Regions from separate parts of the Mus musculus genome. Here all the other regions are linked to region 3. A link is a contact called in public promoter capture Hi-C data. All regions are on one chromosome and are shown on one strand. Each heading gives the region's core, a stretch centred on a gene start, on an enhancer-like site or on the middle of the called end of the contact. The rest is flanking DNA. Distances are from core to core; before and after follow the strand shown. Region 1 holds the start of Socs4 (suppressor of cytokine signaling 4). Region 2 holds the start of Mapk1ip1l (mitogen-activated protein kinase 1 interacting protein 1-like). Region 3 holds the start of Hnrnpc (heterogeneous nuclear ribonucleoprotein C).

Region 1 (4,948 bases), core at 2,370-4,869, 4.8 Mb after region 3:
ACTGTTTCAACAAGACAACAACAGCAAAACCACTAAAAGGCACCAGGGTTCAATCATGACTACTATTTTGCTAAATGGACATAGTGTGCCTTCTCAAGTCTTACCTCTATACCAATAGATAAGTACATCTCTCAGAACTCATCAGAGAAGTTTCTTTGTACAGTGGATGGTGGTTAACAAACACTTTCCATTCGTCAAAGTATAAAGACTAATGTCAATGCAGTGTTCAGCCACCAATGGGGCATTCAAATCACATGCACCGCAAACTAAGGGACCACTGTGGAAGGTAAAGAGAAACATCTTTTTTGTTTTGTTTTGTTTTTTGTTTTCCAAGACAGGGTTTCTCTGTGTAGCCCTGGCTGTCCTGGAACTCACTCTGTAGACCAGGCTGGCCTCGAACTCAGATATCTGCCTGCCTCTGCCTCCCAAGTGCTGGGACTAAAGGCATGTACCACCACACCTGTCTTAAGAGCCAGAGACTGGGGAGAACTGGAGTGAAACTGTCCTTCAGACACAAGAGGACCATCAAATGCATGAACTCAGCTGCTGTGCCTACCTGCACAAGATCAAGCCAGTTAACACTCTACAATGGAGTGGAGAGGTACTTCTGAGAAACTTCTGACAGGTGATACTTCTAGGGGAGGAAGAGTCGGATTTCTGACTGAGGCAACCGTGTTCCAGTGGATGGCCCTATATTCCTCAGTAGACTGGCAACACAAATTGGACAGTGGTAGCTTACTAAGCAGAGTAGTGGGCCTGGGGAGAATTAAGGGGTACAGTGACATGATGATGAGTATGATCAAAATGCAATGTATTAAAACTTGATAATCTCTGTCTTGCTATGCTCAAAGTCAATCTAGTGCTGACAATGTAATCAAATGAGCAAACACCAGCTGTGCTCACCTGGAGGAACTAGGTGGCTAAGAGCAGAGGGACTTTTACTATATCTCCTTCATACCTTACTGGGTTTATACAAGTATTATTTACTCCCAGAATAAATATGCTATTCACATTCACTCCTAATTCATTCACAGAGAGATAAAAAAAAAATGTTATCTTTCTCAATACTTGGTTCTCCTTAGCTATTGTTACACCCTTTTCCAGCCTCATCTTCCATAATAAAAACGATTTTTATACCAAGGAAATATTCTATTAAAAAGACATTTTAGGGGCTGGACTGGAGAGATGGTTCAGTAGCTACAAATACTTGCTGTGCTTGCAAAGGACCCAAATTCAGCTTCCAGAACCCACATTTTGCAGCCCACAATTGCGGGATTTAATGCCCTCTTCTGGCCTCAGAAGGCACTGCACTCACCCCTACCATACACATTTTTATAATTAAAAATAAAATAATAAAAAAACAAAACAAAAACAAACCCTCTTCTGTAGGCAAAACTGTTATAGTCTCTTAGATAACTGTGTAGGATCATATAACATTATTTATATGTAATATCTATCTTTGACAGAATGGTAATATATCTATGTTTTCTCAACCTATTATCCTTGAGACCAACACTATTTTGTGAACTTCAAGGTATTAAAATGGTCACACAGTGCAAACTAAACTTCAGTGAAATTGAATCTCTGATCTTGGTATTATTTTTAGTTAACTCATTCAGATACCCACACCAATGAGATATGCACTGGTAATAAATAATTCATTTGGGAAATTTTGGTACCCATATGAGAATTACAAGCACACTGATTTTTTCAAATGTTACGTTATTATATATAAACTGACAATTTTGCAAATGCAGTACTTTAGTTATACAAATTCCATTACTTTATTAGCCTGTACATACTACTTAAAATCTATTGCCCAGAACATGCTCATAAACTTGATGAAGGCAGCAGTCACAGTTTTGGATGCATTTAGCATTTGAAGGTTTTATAGGCTAACCCCACTTTAAGCAAAACTACTATATACCTTAGTGCCTAACTAGTAACATGAGGCCTTAATAGTTTTAGACTTCCACGAGTATCTTCTATGTACTTCAATAATTTGGTGGAACTAAGTATCACCTCTACTTTAGAGGTGAGAAATCTGACAATCAGGAAAATAAAGACACACACTCACACTCAAGGTCATACAACAGGTTAGAGTTAAAATTAAAAACGAAACTGTTTAATCATCAGGCTTAAGCTTATTCATACCTGGGAAATCAGCAAAGGAAATATTATCTTAACCTGTCAATACTGACTTGGTTGTTAGGGCAGAGAGAGCGGGCAGGTGTGCTGACATCATTCATAGTTCTAAAATCAAATGGTATCACAGGCACTGTCTAAAGTATTTACATCAATAACTCTTGTTCCCACTTGCAAGTTTCTGAATGGTGAGCTCTGAAAAGCATTACTCTGAAATCCCATTACAATATATTCAATATATAGATGAGTATCATCAGCTCAACTTGAACCTCACACTGTACCTACTCATTTTTATTGTCCAGGTACTGGGCAAAAGAATTATAAATTGGCCTGTCTAAAAACAATAATTTCAAAATAAAAGTAAGTTACTCAAAAGTCATTGTCTCAGGTGCCTTTATTCTTGTGGGAAATTAACAATAGGGTTTTGTTTTGTTTTTTAAAAAAGAATCTCAGATTCTACTTGAGCCAACTACTCTTCCTTTTTATTCATATACAAATCTGAGTGTCTTTTTGGAACCCAGGTTCTTAGAAATGCCTTACAAAATGCCACCATAGCAAGAATACCACGGTTTGAGTAATAACTAAGCTTGCAATTTTTTTAATAAGTTATCTAGATCTACCTCTGTAGAGTTTTCCGGTAATAAAAATAAGTCTGACTGAAACTGTACAGTGGGTACCACAAAAACGCCGTCAAAGCCCCAATTATCACCGAAAATCATAATTTTCAACAGACCAATTTATTAATATGGAGAACGTGAAGAAACAAGAAAAGCATAAACTTAACGGGCCAAGACCTGACTTAGTAGAGGATGTGTTATCGACTGCCACGATGAACAGAAACCTGTAACAATACAAATTAGACCTCTCCTTTTAGATCTAAAAGCAGTTTGGTAAACTTTGGTCGGAACTAAATAGAAAACCCAAGTTAACTCTCTTTAGCATTATTTAGCTAGAGTCGCAAGAAACAAGAATCAGTCCATCCTTTATTACCACAGAAATGACAAAGTTGAGGGCACGAAGGGCGTGAAGAATAAAGGCTTGCCAAGGTCTGTCCCTAACCCGGTCCCGAGGAGCTCGATCGGTTCAAGGAGGCGACTACGGTGGCTCGGGAGGAGATCCTGAAAGGGCAGGCGTCAAACCCCAGCCCTCGCCGCCACCCTTCCCCCTCTCACCTCTCCGAGCTCAGCTCAAGCGGAGCTGTCCGAGCGCCTGCCGCCATCACCACCGCCATCACCCGGCGCTCGCTCAAGCGCGGAAGAGAGGCCCGGCCACTCCCGCTCCTCGTGCGGCTCCCGCCAGGCGGAGGCCTGGCTGTCAGCCCCCGCCCCGGCTCCACGGTCAGCCCAGAGTCAGACTTGCCGCTGCCTCCGCCTGCTCTCCAGGGACCGCCGCCACTTCCGGGTTCGGCTCCCACCTTTTCTTTCAGAGCGGCCCCAGCCACCAGCTCTCGGCTTCGAGGCGGCGCGCTTCTGACGCCACCACCCGGCGACCTCGGGCCGGACCTGGGCTGGGCGGCGGCGGGCCGCGCATGCGCACAGGGCGAGCGCGCCAGAGCGCGGGAAGCGGCTCCGTGCTTCCATCAGAGCAGACGCTGGTGCACACCGCTTGCTCCTCGCCCCCGCTGCCCGTGCTTGCAGAGGGGAAAGCTTGTCATCTCCCGGGCGTGTGTGACATACCTTCCGCTGCATCGTGCTGTGGCTCCTCGGGTGAGGGAAACAGGACTGCACGGCGCGGAGAGGACGATCGCCCTACTGAAAAAAATACCAGTTCTTACAAAACGGCTCAGGTAGGGAAAGATGCCGGCCACACAGAAGCCCATGAGGTACGGACATACGGAAGGGCACACCGAAGTCTGCTTTGATGATTCTGGAAGGTAAGCGTCTTTGGAAACAAAGGACGGGTCCAGCGTGAATGTTAGCCGTCATTCTCGGTATGGACAGCCGGTCGAAGATGACCGATGCGGAGGGACAGAGGAAGGAATAAACAAGGAGCGCCTCTGCCCTGAGGCTTGTTTGCTTTGAACTGTCGTGGCACTTCTAGGACCTCACGAAAATTAAAATCCTTTACCCAGAGGAGTGCCTTCCCGCCACTCACGTCCTCATTCGGTGTCATGTTTATTTTATGAGACAGTTAAGCATCAGCAGTTGCTGTAAATTGCAATGACTGTCGTGCCCAGGAGATGGAATTTTGCAGCTTCCTCTTTCACAGTGTCCCCTGTGTACTAGAGGACATAATGTAAATGTCTAGTTTAGGGCTCAATACTGAGAAGTCGCTTCTTGTCAGCACCTTGTGCGGTCATGAGGCTCTACAATCACCACCATTTACTGGAAATAGAGGCTTCTCTAATTCTTTCTTTCTTTCTTTTTTTTTTTTTTGGTTTTTCGAGACAGAGTTTCTCTGTATAGCTCTGGCTGTCCTGGAACTCACTCTGTAGACCAGGCTGGCCTCGAACTCAGAAATTCGCCTGCCTCTGCCTCCCAAGTGCTGGGATTAAAGGCGTGCTCCAGGCCGGCTGAGGCTTCCCTAATAAAGGCTGAGGGTAGCATTTGAAATGTACATAAATATTTAGACAGCAGTTTGAGGTTATGCAATTTAGCTATGCAGTAGTGTACCCCCTAGGGCCTGAGACCTCCCCTTGCTATGGGCTTTTGAAAGGGTTTACCTACCAAGAATGGGTTCCCCTTTGTGGAATAGACCTTAAATCCAAAAAGCACTTGGTTACCCCTATAGCAGCCATGTCACGCATGCCCACTCAAGTGGACCATTCTTGCCTAGAAGCTGGTGTCCTAGTGAGGGCCTCCTA
Region 2 (4,813 bases), core at 1,058-3,557, 4.8 Mb after region 3:
TTTTATAACTGGGTAAGTAAAAAAGCTTGGAATGTTTTGAACATCATAGTAGGAGCTCTTATAATGTATTCCTATTAATTGGAACCCAAGCTTTAGAGTAATTAGTGGCATGGCATAGACATTCCTGAGAAGTGGTATCTCTGCAGTCTGGAATAAAAGCTAGAGTATTAGGTTAAAGACAGGCTCCGGGGTAAGAACAGTTTGTATAAAACCAGAGGAAGACCAGTCTGGGGGAAAGCAGATGCAGTTCAAATTGGCTGGAATACCAGAAAGCAGTAAGACGTTTTAGCAGAGGGTTTTGGACAAGAGTGCTAAATAGCTTTACAGCTTACTTGACTGAGTCAACCTCAGTTTCTTCATGAAGTTAGAATGGGCTGTCATGCTATACAGGAACTAAACAGGACTTCATCTGACCCAGTGACTAAAACTGGAAAATAGCAACAAATGTCCAATTCTCTCTTCCTGCCATTCTTAACATTTTAAAAACTATACACGGGGTTGTTCACTTCCATGGAGGTTCCCCAGAAGGCTAGAAGTGCTTAATGTCCTGGAGTTATACGTGGCTGTGAATGCTGGGACAGAACTCCAGTCCCCTGCGAGAATAGTGCATGTGTTCAACCTGAGCCATCTCTCTCCACACTGCAGCCCCATCTTCTCCTTCTCACTTAAACACAGAACAAAAAAGCCACCAGAGTAGACTGCCTGCCTGGCCTATGGTCAAATCCAGTTCTCTGAGTCCCATACATGGCAGTAAATGGGTATTTTCCAGAGATTTGCTGAGGCTTATTATACTAATCTGTAAATAAATCTCTTAAGTCACTGCCTGGCACTGAGCAAAAAACTCAACAAATGTTAGCTTTTACAACCGATACAATATGGCCACAAACCTTTGTCTATTTTCAAAGCAGAGAGCAACTAAAAAAAAAAAAGCAATTTCCTAAGTACTGCACAAACTTATTTGGTGGCAAAAGCTGACCCGACATTATTTATCCATTTCATTTTCCACCCACTCCCCGCTATAGTCTGAATAGTTACAACTGCTGAATTTTTTTCTTTCCTTCCCTAAAGTTTTGGGACTTGAATTTAGGACCTTGTAGCAAGCCGGGCTAGCACTTATCTACAGGCTCACCCTGTGCAAATATTACTAATTAACAGTCCCCGAGTCTAGGGCTCCTCTATAGTTAACAGTCACAGAATCTCAAGATTGCTGAATTCCTAAGGTTCCTGAGCCCAACGCTCAACCTCTGTAGGGAGAATGAAGATGACACCGATTCCTTCTGTAATCAAAAAGAACATTCCAACCTCGGCAGCTGCAGGAAAAAGTTTTTGAAGGGAAGTGTTCTAGAGAGTGGCTCCAATACTCCACGACTAAAAACTGCCCTCCTCCCCACCCAAGGAGCGCCACTAACAAAGACTTCCGAGGGCGACTCCAGCTTCTGAGGGTTTGGCCTCCAAACAGGCCTTTCGCACATGGGGGAGGGGGCAACACGTGTGTGTTTCTGTAGTAGGCTGTTACACATCTACGGTGGGGTCTGGTTTAGATACTTCAACTTTAGGATTCGTGAAAACATTACTTTCAGTTTTCATGGCAGGGAGGAAAAAAAATGGTTCAAGCGTTCTAGCTAGCTCAAAGGAGAACGTCACTCACTCAGCCCATGGCACCTTCTGTCCCCCGTAGTCATTTAAAGAATGGGTAATTACGATCAGCGAGAAGCTTGTCACACAGAATTATCAGGCGCCAGACCTTGCTGTAAGGATTCGGGTCTCCTCCACTGTCGTTTTTATTAGAAATTAGTGGCTGGGATACCGGTGGAGGGGCAAGGGGACGGGGGGGGGGTGTGGGGGACAAACAAGCTGCCCTTTAGGGTTAAGGGAACAAAGGGAATCCGGGATCAACCGGAGCGAACCAGCCCCCAGCCGGTCACGCAGGCGGATGTGGGGGAGGGTCGCCCGCTCCCGCCTAACCCCTCACCCCCCGCCCGCCCCCGCCCAAGCCTGGCATGACGTGGGCGCCCCGGAACCCGACGGGCGCGACATTAGATCCCTCGGTCGCCTGGTTCCCGGGGGACCCTCCCCATCGAAAGCTCTAGAGCCGCCAGGCCCCCCGGGACCCCGCGTCTTCGCATCGTCTCCCGCCAGCCTCGCGCCCCGCCGCAGGCGCCCAAGCGGACTCACCCGGCAGGATCCGAGTCCTAGGCGCGGCACAGTGGCGGCGGTGAGTCCAGAGAGACGGGCAATGGAGACCCGCTGAAGGCCTGATGGACCGAGACGACAGCGACACGGCTCCTCCTGGCACCGGAAAAGGAAGCGGGGAGGCCGACCTGGCCGCCCGTTATTTCCGCCCGCCCCGCCCAGCTTGCACTGCGCCTCCAGCCGGCCGCCCACGAAACTGCAGGCAGGGCCGCGTGGCTCCGGGAGCCTGGGCTGTTTCCCTCTGGGTGGAGCGCGGGAAGGTTTCCCTGCTTCCTGAGTCCAAAAGACCCAAAGGAAACCCCCTGGCCGGTGATGCTCACCGCAACCCAGGGACTGAAAGCGGAGTTTGGATTCTCTGTGTTTAGAGGTTTTTGTAGACAGGCTCCAAGCTGGCTGTCAGTAGTCCTGTTAAAATCGAGGGTAAAGAGATGAGGGAAAAGGGAAGTCTTTCTAAAGGTCTTGCGAATGAAAACTTTTAAAAGCATATGTCTGCAGAGACTGAGTTGTATAAGTTGGAATTTCAGTACTGTGGAAAGATTGGAATGTTGCAGGTCCAGGGGCTAATTACCTTATCTTGGGCTAGTGCTAGCCCTCCAGAATAGCCACCTCTGTGTCAAAACTAATATCTTGTGGCAATAAGATTAAAAACCTTTTAGGTCTATTAACAGGCAACTAGCCTCTGCCAATCCAAAAGCTAAGAATGTCATCGGATAATGTCTTAGATGTATAGAAAAGCTTCCTCTATCTTGATGTACCCTCCAATGTATCCATCCACCAGTGTGTTTTAAACTTTGCCTTGATTTATAGCGTTCTCTGTTCTGTAAAACTAAAAACCTCGTGATACTGGTTCCATGTTGGGACATGGAATTTGAGGTAACCTAAATTTGTGTTTTGGTGCCATCATCATTCAAAAATGGGTCCAGAATAAGCTATCTCTGATTCCCTTTAAGTTTTAAATTAAGAATAGTGGCCTCAACCTGTGGTTTATGAACCCTTTGGGCGTCGACTCTTTCATAGGGGTCGAATATCAGATATTTACATTATTTATAACAGTAGCAAAAATACAGTTATGAAGTAGCCATGAACTAATTTTCTGGTTGGGGGTTACCACAACATGAGGAATGGTATTAAAGAGTCACAGTATTAGGAAGGTTGATAAGCCACTGCTGTAAGATGAGAGGTGTTGGGTTTTTGAGACTGGCCTCTGTTTCTGGGAGACTCAAAACTGACATACCAGAAAGCAAAATCTAAATCTACATACAGATTTTCAGCCGGTCGTGGTGGCGCACACCTTTAATCCCAGCACTTGAGAGGCAGAGGCAGACAGATTTCTGAGTTTGAGGCCAGCTTGGTCTACAAAGTGAGTTCCAGGACAGCCAGGGATACACAGAGAAACCCTGTCTCGAAAACAAACAAAACAAAAAAATTTTTTTCATTTTTTTTTTTCCTTCCCAGACTTCTGATGTATGTCAGGTCCCAAAGAAACCCTAGACAAGTAAGTGGCCTCCCCAGCACTTCTCACCCCACCCGCTACAGTAAACCTATCTAACCTCTAACCTCTATGACTTCATTTCCACTGAGTGTTCTCCTAATCTGGTTTCTCTTGTCAGGTCTCTTTATCTCCAACCCCCCCACCCTACCCCACCCCACCCCACCCCACCCTTATTCCCCACCCGCCACGACCCTGTTCAGTCTGACTCTTCCAGTTGCCACTGGCTGTTCTCTCCCTCATATCTACAGTAAAACCTCTCTTCTCAACCATACCAAAAAGTGGTCATGTCCTCACTTTCATTCCAAGGTAGGAAAGCTTAAAAAACCAAACCACTGGCTGGAATCACGTCTCAGCAGGTTAAAGTGCCTGCTGTACAAGTTTGACAATCGGAGTTTGACCCTTAGAATGAAGGTAAAAGATAAGTAACTCCACACTTTGTCCTTTGACCTCACACCTGCTAATTCCCATCCTCCCCCACCCTCCAGCTCCCAATACTAAGAATGAAAAACACAACCACAAGGCTGGGGCCAAGGTTTTGGATTAGCAGGTAAAGGTCCTTGCCAAAAACTCCTCACTCCCTGAGTTTGCTCACTGAAAACCATGTGAAAACCTAGGCACTGTGGCTAGCAGCTGGAACTTCAGCATGCCTACAGCTGGAGGCTGAGAGGCTAAGCCTCAAAGTCAAGCCACAAGACAATTAGCCCTCAAAAAGTTGTCCTTTGGCTTTCGAAAGTGTATCATGGTATGCTCCTGAATTTAACACATGCACACAAATCTTTAAAAACGACAAAGCTTTTGGATTTAATATATTAAGCGAAAATTTATTTAGATCAAAAATTTTAAACCTACAGAAATATTTGTCAAGATTAGAAAGTGAAAAGAAACAGTATGGGTTACACACCATGATTGACAACATAGCTTTGTGAAATCATTAAACTCTGATATTCAAGTGTATATATTTCATACTCGGCTCATACAAATGTATCCAATTCTAGCAAAGCCAGCATAATTTAAATAAACTTTCTTGAGTTTTACATCATGACTCCTAAGTCTGATAGCTTAGATTTGATTTATAACCATGGTAAAATGATCTTTATTTCCTGCAGATGTGATTATCTTTCCAAATAA
Region 3 (4,784 bases), core at 2,033-4,532:
TACAGATGGCTGTGAGCCACCATGTGGTTGCTGGGACTTGAACTGAGGACCTACAGAAGAGCAGTCAGTGCTTTTACCGGCCAAACCATCTCACCAGCCCATAAATCATTTGTTTACACACCCATCTTCCCTCCTTTGTATTTCTGGAACCTGATGGCCTAAAGCTAGTCTTGTTCTTCCTTTCCTTCATGTCATTTTCCCCAAGTCTCTTAGAATCTGCCCAGTCTTGAAACACAGCCCACGGGAAAGACACAGTCACCGCCTGTGTCAGAGTCAGGAGGATCACTGTGAGTTGGATGCCAGCCCGGTCTACTTATAGACTGCATAGTGCAACCCTGCCAAATAAATAGCATAAAAACAAAGCGAACTTCCTGCTTGCTAGTCCGGTTTGGATTCAGGCGCACCTCCCCCACCAAAGCAAACTACTTTACAGAACTGCTTCGCCTCGGTTTAGGAGCTCCGTCGGAGATTATTGCTTGTTTGTTTCTAACACCAGGGAAGTAAAAACACAAGGATCCTGGAGTTCAATGGCCAGCAAGCCTAACCAAATCTTAACTGGGTTCCCTTTTCATGCAGGCAGGCGGTTGTGTACTCCTTTAATCCCAGCCATAGGAGACAGAGACAGTTGGATCTCTGTGAGTTGGAGGCCAGTCTTGGCTATAGAGCAAGTTCCAAAACAGTCAGGGCTACCCAGAGAAACCCTGTCTTGGAAAAGCAATAAACAACGGTAACAAAGCTCATCCCAAGAAGGGCTCAGTGGCACACTGGAATTCTGAACACCCAGTGTAGTCACCAGCTGCCTAATAAAGAATTTGTCCTGGCTTAAACTCATGTTTGAACAGTCTTGTCGTCTGACTCTCTGACAGCTTTGGCTAGCTTGGATAAGGCTGGTCTTGAACTCAAAGATCTGCCTGCCCCTTTCTCCAATGCTGGGATTAAAGACCTGGGCCACTACACCTAGCTTTGTGTTTTGCTTTAATAAAAATGCTAATAATGATGATAATAGATTTAGGGCCACTGGGATGGCTCAGTGGGTAGAGGTTCCTGCAGCCAAACCTGCTGACCCTAGTTCAATCCTTAGGACTCACTTGTAAAGGGTGAACCAATCAGCGCAGGTTTTCTTTTGTTTACTAGTGTACCTTCCAAAATAAACAATTAAATGTAAACTAGGAGCTGGGCACGGTGGCTCAAAGCTTTGATCCCAGTACTTAAGAGGCAGTCAGATCTCTAATTTAAGGTCAGCCTACAAAGTGAGTTCCGGGACAGTCAGGAGGGCTACACAGAGAAACCCAGTCTGGGAAAAGAAGAGAAAAGAAAAGAGAAGAGAAAAATAAGCCGGGTGCAGTGGCACACGTCTTTAATCCTAGCACTCAGGAGGTAGAGGCAGGTGGATTTCTGAGTTCGAGGCCAGCCTGGTCTACAAAGTGAGTTCCAGGACAGCCAAGGCCACAGAGAGAAACCCCGTCTCGTCTCAGGGGGAAGAGAGAGAGAGAGAGAGAGAGAGAGAGAGAGAGAGAGAGGGAGAGAGAGAGAGAGAGAGGGAGAGAGAGAGAGAGAGAGAGAGAGAGAGAGAGAGAGAGAGAGAGAGAGAGAGAGAGAGAGAGAGAAATAGAAGCTTTCCCTAACAGCAACACACAGATCTCCACTCTTTCTCTATTTGTCTCTTACTTTGTTGTACTGGGGATTGGACTAAGGACCTTGGGTGTGTTAAGCAAGCTCCCGATCACTGAGTCTTGTTTAATTTGTAAAAAGAGTCCTGTGTATGATGTGTGTGCCTGGTGCCCAGAGGCCAGAGGAGGGTGTTGGAACCTCCAGGAACTGGAGTTATACGATGAGCCCTTTTGTGGGTGCTGTAAATTGAACCTCTGTCTTTTGGAAGAGCAGCAGTTGTTGTTAACTGCTAAGCCATCTTTCTGGCTCCCCAATTATCTGTCTGTCTGTCTGTCTGTCAATCTACCTACCTACTTATATTTATTGTTTTTTCAAGATAGAGTTTCACTCTATAGCTCTAGCTGTCCTGAAACTTGACCAGGCTGGCTTGCACTTGAAACACTACCTAGCCCAAACTTTTCTTTTTAAAAATAAGATGTAAAATTGGGAACACATAAACTCGTTGGACTGGTTTACATAAAATAAATCTTTTGAAAATGACAAAGGCTAGGCAGGAGAGATGGCTCAGAGGTTAAGAGGACTGACTGCTCTTCCAAAGGTCCTGATCGTAACCACATGGTGGCTCACAACCATCTGTAGTGGGATCGGATGCCCTCTTCTGGTGTGTCTGAAGACAGCTACAGTGTACTCATATAAAAACAGTAAATAAATCTTTTTCTTAAAAAAAAAAAAAAAAGAAAAAAAAGGAAAGAAAGAAAAAGGCAAAGGTTTAAAGATCTAAAGATTAAAAAAAATCAGGAAATTTTTCTGGGATACAATCTCCTTTTCTCCGTAAGCTATATATACATTTCAGTGTATTTAATGTTCCTACAGTATAACCAGAGCTTTAGTGGCAGACCAAACCTGAGGGGATTAAGTAGTCTATTCTAGAAAGTGGGAAATTGAGGTGGCTGGCCATTGGGTTTGCAGACTGTGTGGCGACTTGGGACAAGGAAGCGGGTTTATAGGAGGTCGGGTAATTGCTCCTGCAGGAGAGAACTACAGAACCCAGTTGGTTTGGAGGGGGAGCTGTTCACTGAGAAGGCCATGTCCTCCCAACAGCTTATAGAATCTGGCAGAAAGAAGGGATCTGAATTTGATAATAACTGCAGAGCTAGTAGACGGCCTAGAGATAACTCTCCTCCCTTCTCAGAAGCTTGTTTGCGTTTCCCTTTTCCTAGGCCTGGGGCTAGGGCAGGCCGTTTGCACCCGCTACCAGACTCCACCCAGGCTCTCCCACCCCCGCGCCGCGGAAATGCGGTGATCTGGCCGGACCTGGGAGCTCTCAGAAGCACTGATAGGACGATGCGGCCGTCAGTCAGATCCGCCGGATACCCGGATGAGAAGCTGTGCGCGATACAAAGGCGAAAATTCCACCCAGCTTTCCGTCTGGTACATTGACCAATAACCATCCGTCAGTCACTAAGTGGCATGAAGCTGAACCAATTACTAACTAGCCTCTGTTACGCATGTGGAAATTCTCGCAATTAGCCCAACCCACCTCGGATTATGATTGGACGGAATTGTGAGGAGCGGTAGCGCTCGCTAATTAGGAGCGGGAGCGAGAAAAGTCACAGCCAATAGGAACGCCTCCAGGAACGAGGCGGGGGCTGGACTTTCGCCTCGGCGGCAGAGGAGCTCGGGGGCCATTTTGTGAGGAGACGGAGAGCGAACGGTCGTGTGGTTCTTCGCTGTTGTAGCTCCGGCGTCTCGGCGTAGACTCGCAGTAGGAGAGGCGGTCTCTTCTCTCTCTCCTTCCTTTTGGTAAGCGAAGGGGGCGAGTGCAGGGGAGGCCCTGGGCTGCTGGGCCCCGCCAGCGTGTGTAAGGGGGAAACCGGCCTCGCGGCAGAAGCCGAGGCCGCGTTTGTTCCCGTGCGGTGGGGACTTGGGTCTCATGCGGGAGGCAACAGGGCCTCGGCCTTGGCGCGGAGTCAACCTAGTGACCTCCAGGCCACGGTGCGTACGAAAATACCCTGTCTGCGCGCTCGGGTTTAACGGCTACTTTGATTTTCTTTGCCCATCAGGGATTCCAAGGGGGGACCAAGAAAGCGAAGAACGAAATGCTTGTTGATGTAATTGTCGGGGATATCTTACGGATTCCGTTATCACTTCCGAAGATAGACGCTGGGTGGGGGTAGGGGAGCGATAACATGGTGGTGTCGGACTGGAAGCTTCTAAATTCCAGGCTGGCTACATGGCATCTGAACGGCGTTTTAACAATAGGTTGAGTAATCATTACTTTTTTCCTCTAGGGGTAAAATGGTTAAAAGTCGGAGTGCTTGTGTTTGTAAAGGGAAGTGCGGAAGATTAATTTTAATTGGAATAATTACAGCTCACATTTTATCTGCAGGTTACAAATCATAAGTTAGTGGAACTTGAGGTAGGTACTACTGTCATAGAGAGAATTGAGCCTTAGAAGCGGTTGACAGGATCGTACTAGACAGGTCAAGTATTTTCACTGAGTTTCTAGGTGGTGCGCGCCTTTAATCCCAGCACTTGGGAGGCAGAGACAGGCAGATCTCTTTGAGTTCTAGGACTGCCCAGGATACACAGAGAAACTCTGTTTCGTAAATAAATAAATAGGGGGAAAGGCTTATTTTTGGGGGGAGGGGACCTGACACGGATGTTAGCAGAAAAATTTCAAGCTGGACTTGGGAACAATAATTAAAAGGCACAGCAAGGGTTTACAGCTACCTCAGTACTAGTCCTATCCCTCTAAAACTCAAAAAGGCAGTTTATAGCTATGTATGATAGTGCAGGCCAGTAATCTTTGTATTGTGGAGGCTCTGAGACAGGACCCCTTACCCATTGCAAGGCAGCCCAGGACTACATAGTAAAACCGTGCTTAAAAACAAATTAGTTTCTCTCTTGTAGGTGTTGAGTTCTTTTTTTTTTTTTTTTTTTTTTTTTTTTTGGTTTTTCAAGACAGGGTTTCTCTGTATAGCCCTGGCTGTCCTGGAACTCACTTTGTAGACCAGGCTGGCCTCGAACTCAGAAATCCGCCTGCCTCTGCCTCCCGAGTGCTGGGATTAAAGGCGTGCGCCACCACGCCCGGCTAGGTGTTGAGTTCTTTTTAATGTAGCCTAGTGTTAGTGCTTAGTATTCAGGAAGACCTGGATTCAATCCCTGGTACT

What was found. Promoter capture Hi-C pulls out the DNA fragments that hold promoters and counts their contacts.
Region 1: a contact with region 3 is called in a promoter capture Hi-C map of pre-B cells. The contact joins the promoter of Socs4 here to the promoter of Hnrnpc in region 3. A contact is called at or near these places in 2 of 39 promoter capture datasets (pre-B cells and second pharyngeal arch cranial neural crest).
Region 2: a promoter capture Hi-C map of pre-B cells shows a contact between it and region 3, with 3 times the contacts expected there. The contact joins the promoter of Mapk1ip1l here to the promoter of Hnrnpc in region 3. A contact is called at or near these places in 3 of 39 promoter capture datasets (cranial neural crest, liver and pre-B cells).

The regions. Positions count from the first base shown.
Region 1 is chr14:47,275,591-47,280,538 of GRCm38.p6, reverse strand. Socs4 (suppressor of cytokine signaling 4) reads right to left here and starts at 3,619. Exons shown (of 2, transcript NM_080843.3): 1 at 3,318-3,619. It overlaps Wdhd1 (WD repeat and HMG-box DNA binding protein 1), which reads left to right and starts at 3,682. Exons shown (of 25, transcript NM_001360532.1): 1 at 3,682-4,018. The coding sequence starts at 3,942.
Region 2 is chr14:47,295,768-47,300,580 of GRCm38.p6, reverse strand. It overlaps Mapk1ip1l (mitogen-activated protein kinase 1 interacting protein 1-like), which reads right to left and starts at 2,307. Exons shown (of 4, transcript NM_178684.6): 1 at 2,176-2,307. Gm35078 reads right to left here and starts at 4,039. Exons shown (of 2, transcript XM_006519856.4): 1 at 3,958-4,039; 2 at 2,176-2,598. The coding sequence starts at 3,971. The coding sequence ends at 2,193. Socs4 (suppressor of cytokine signaling 4) reads right to left here. Exons shown (of 2, transcript NM_080843.3): 2 at 4,479-4,813.
Region 3 is chr14:52,102,519-52,107,302 of GRCm38.p6, reverse strand. Hnrnpc (heterogeneous nuclear ribonucleoprotein C) reads left to right here and starts at 3,282. Exons shown (of 9, transcript NM_001170981.2): 1 at 3,282-3,414. It also overlaps a transcript of Rpgrip1 not described here.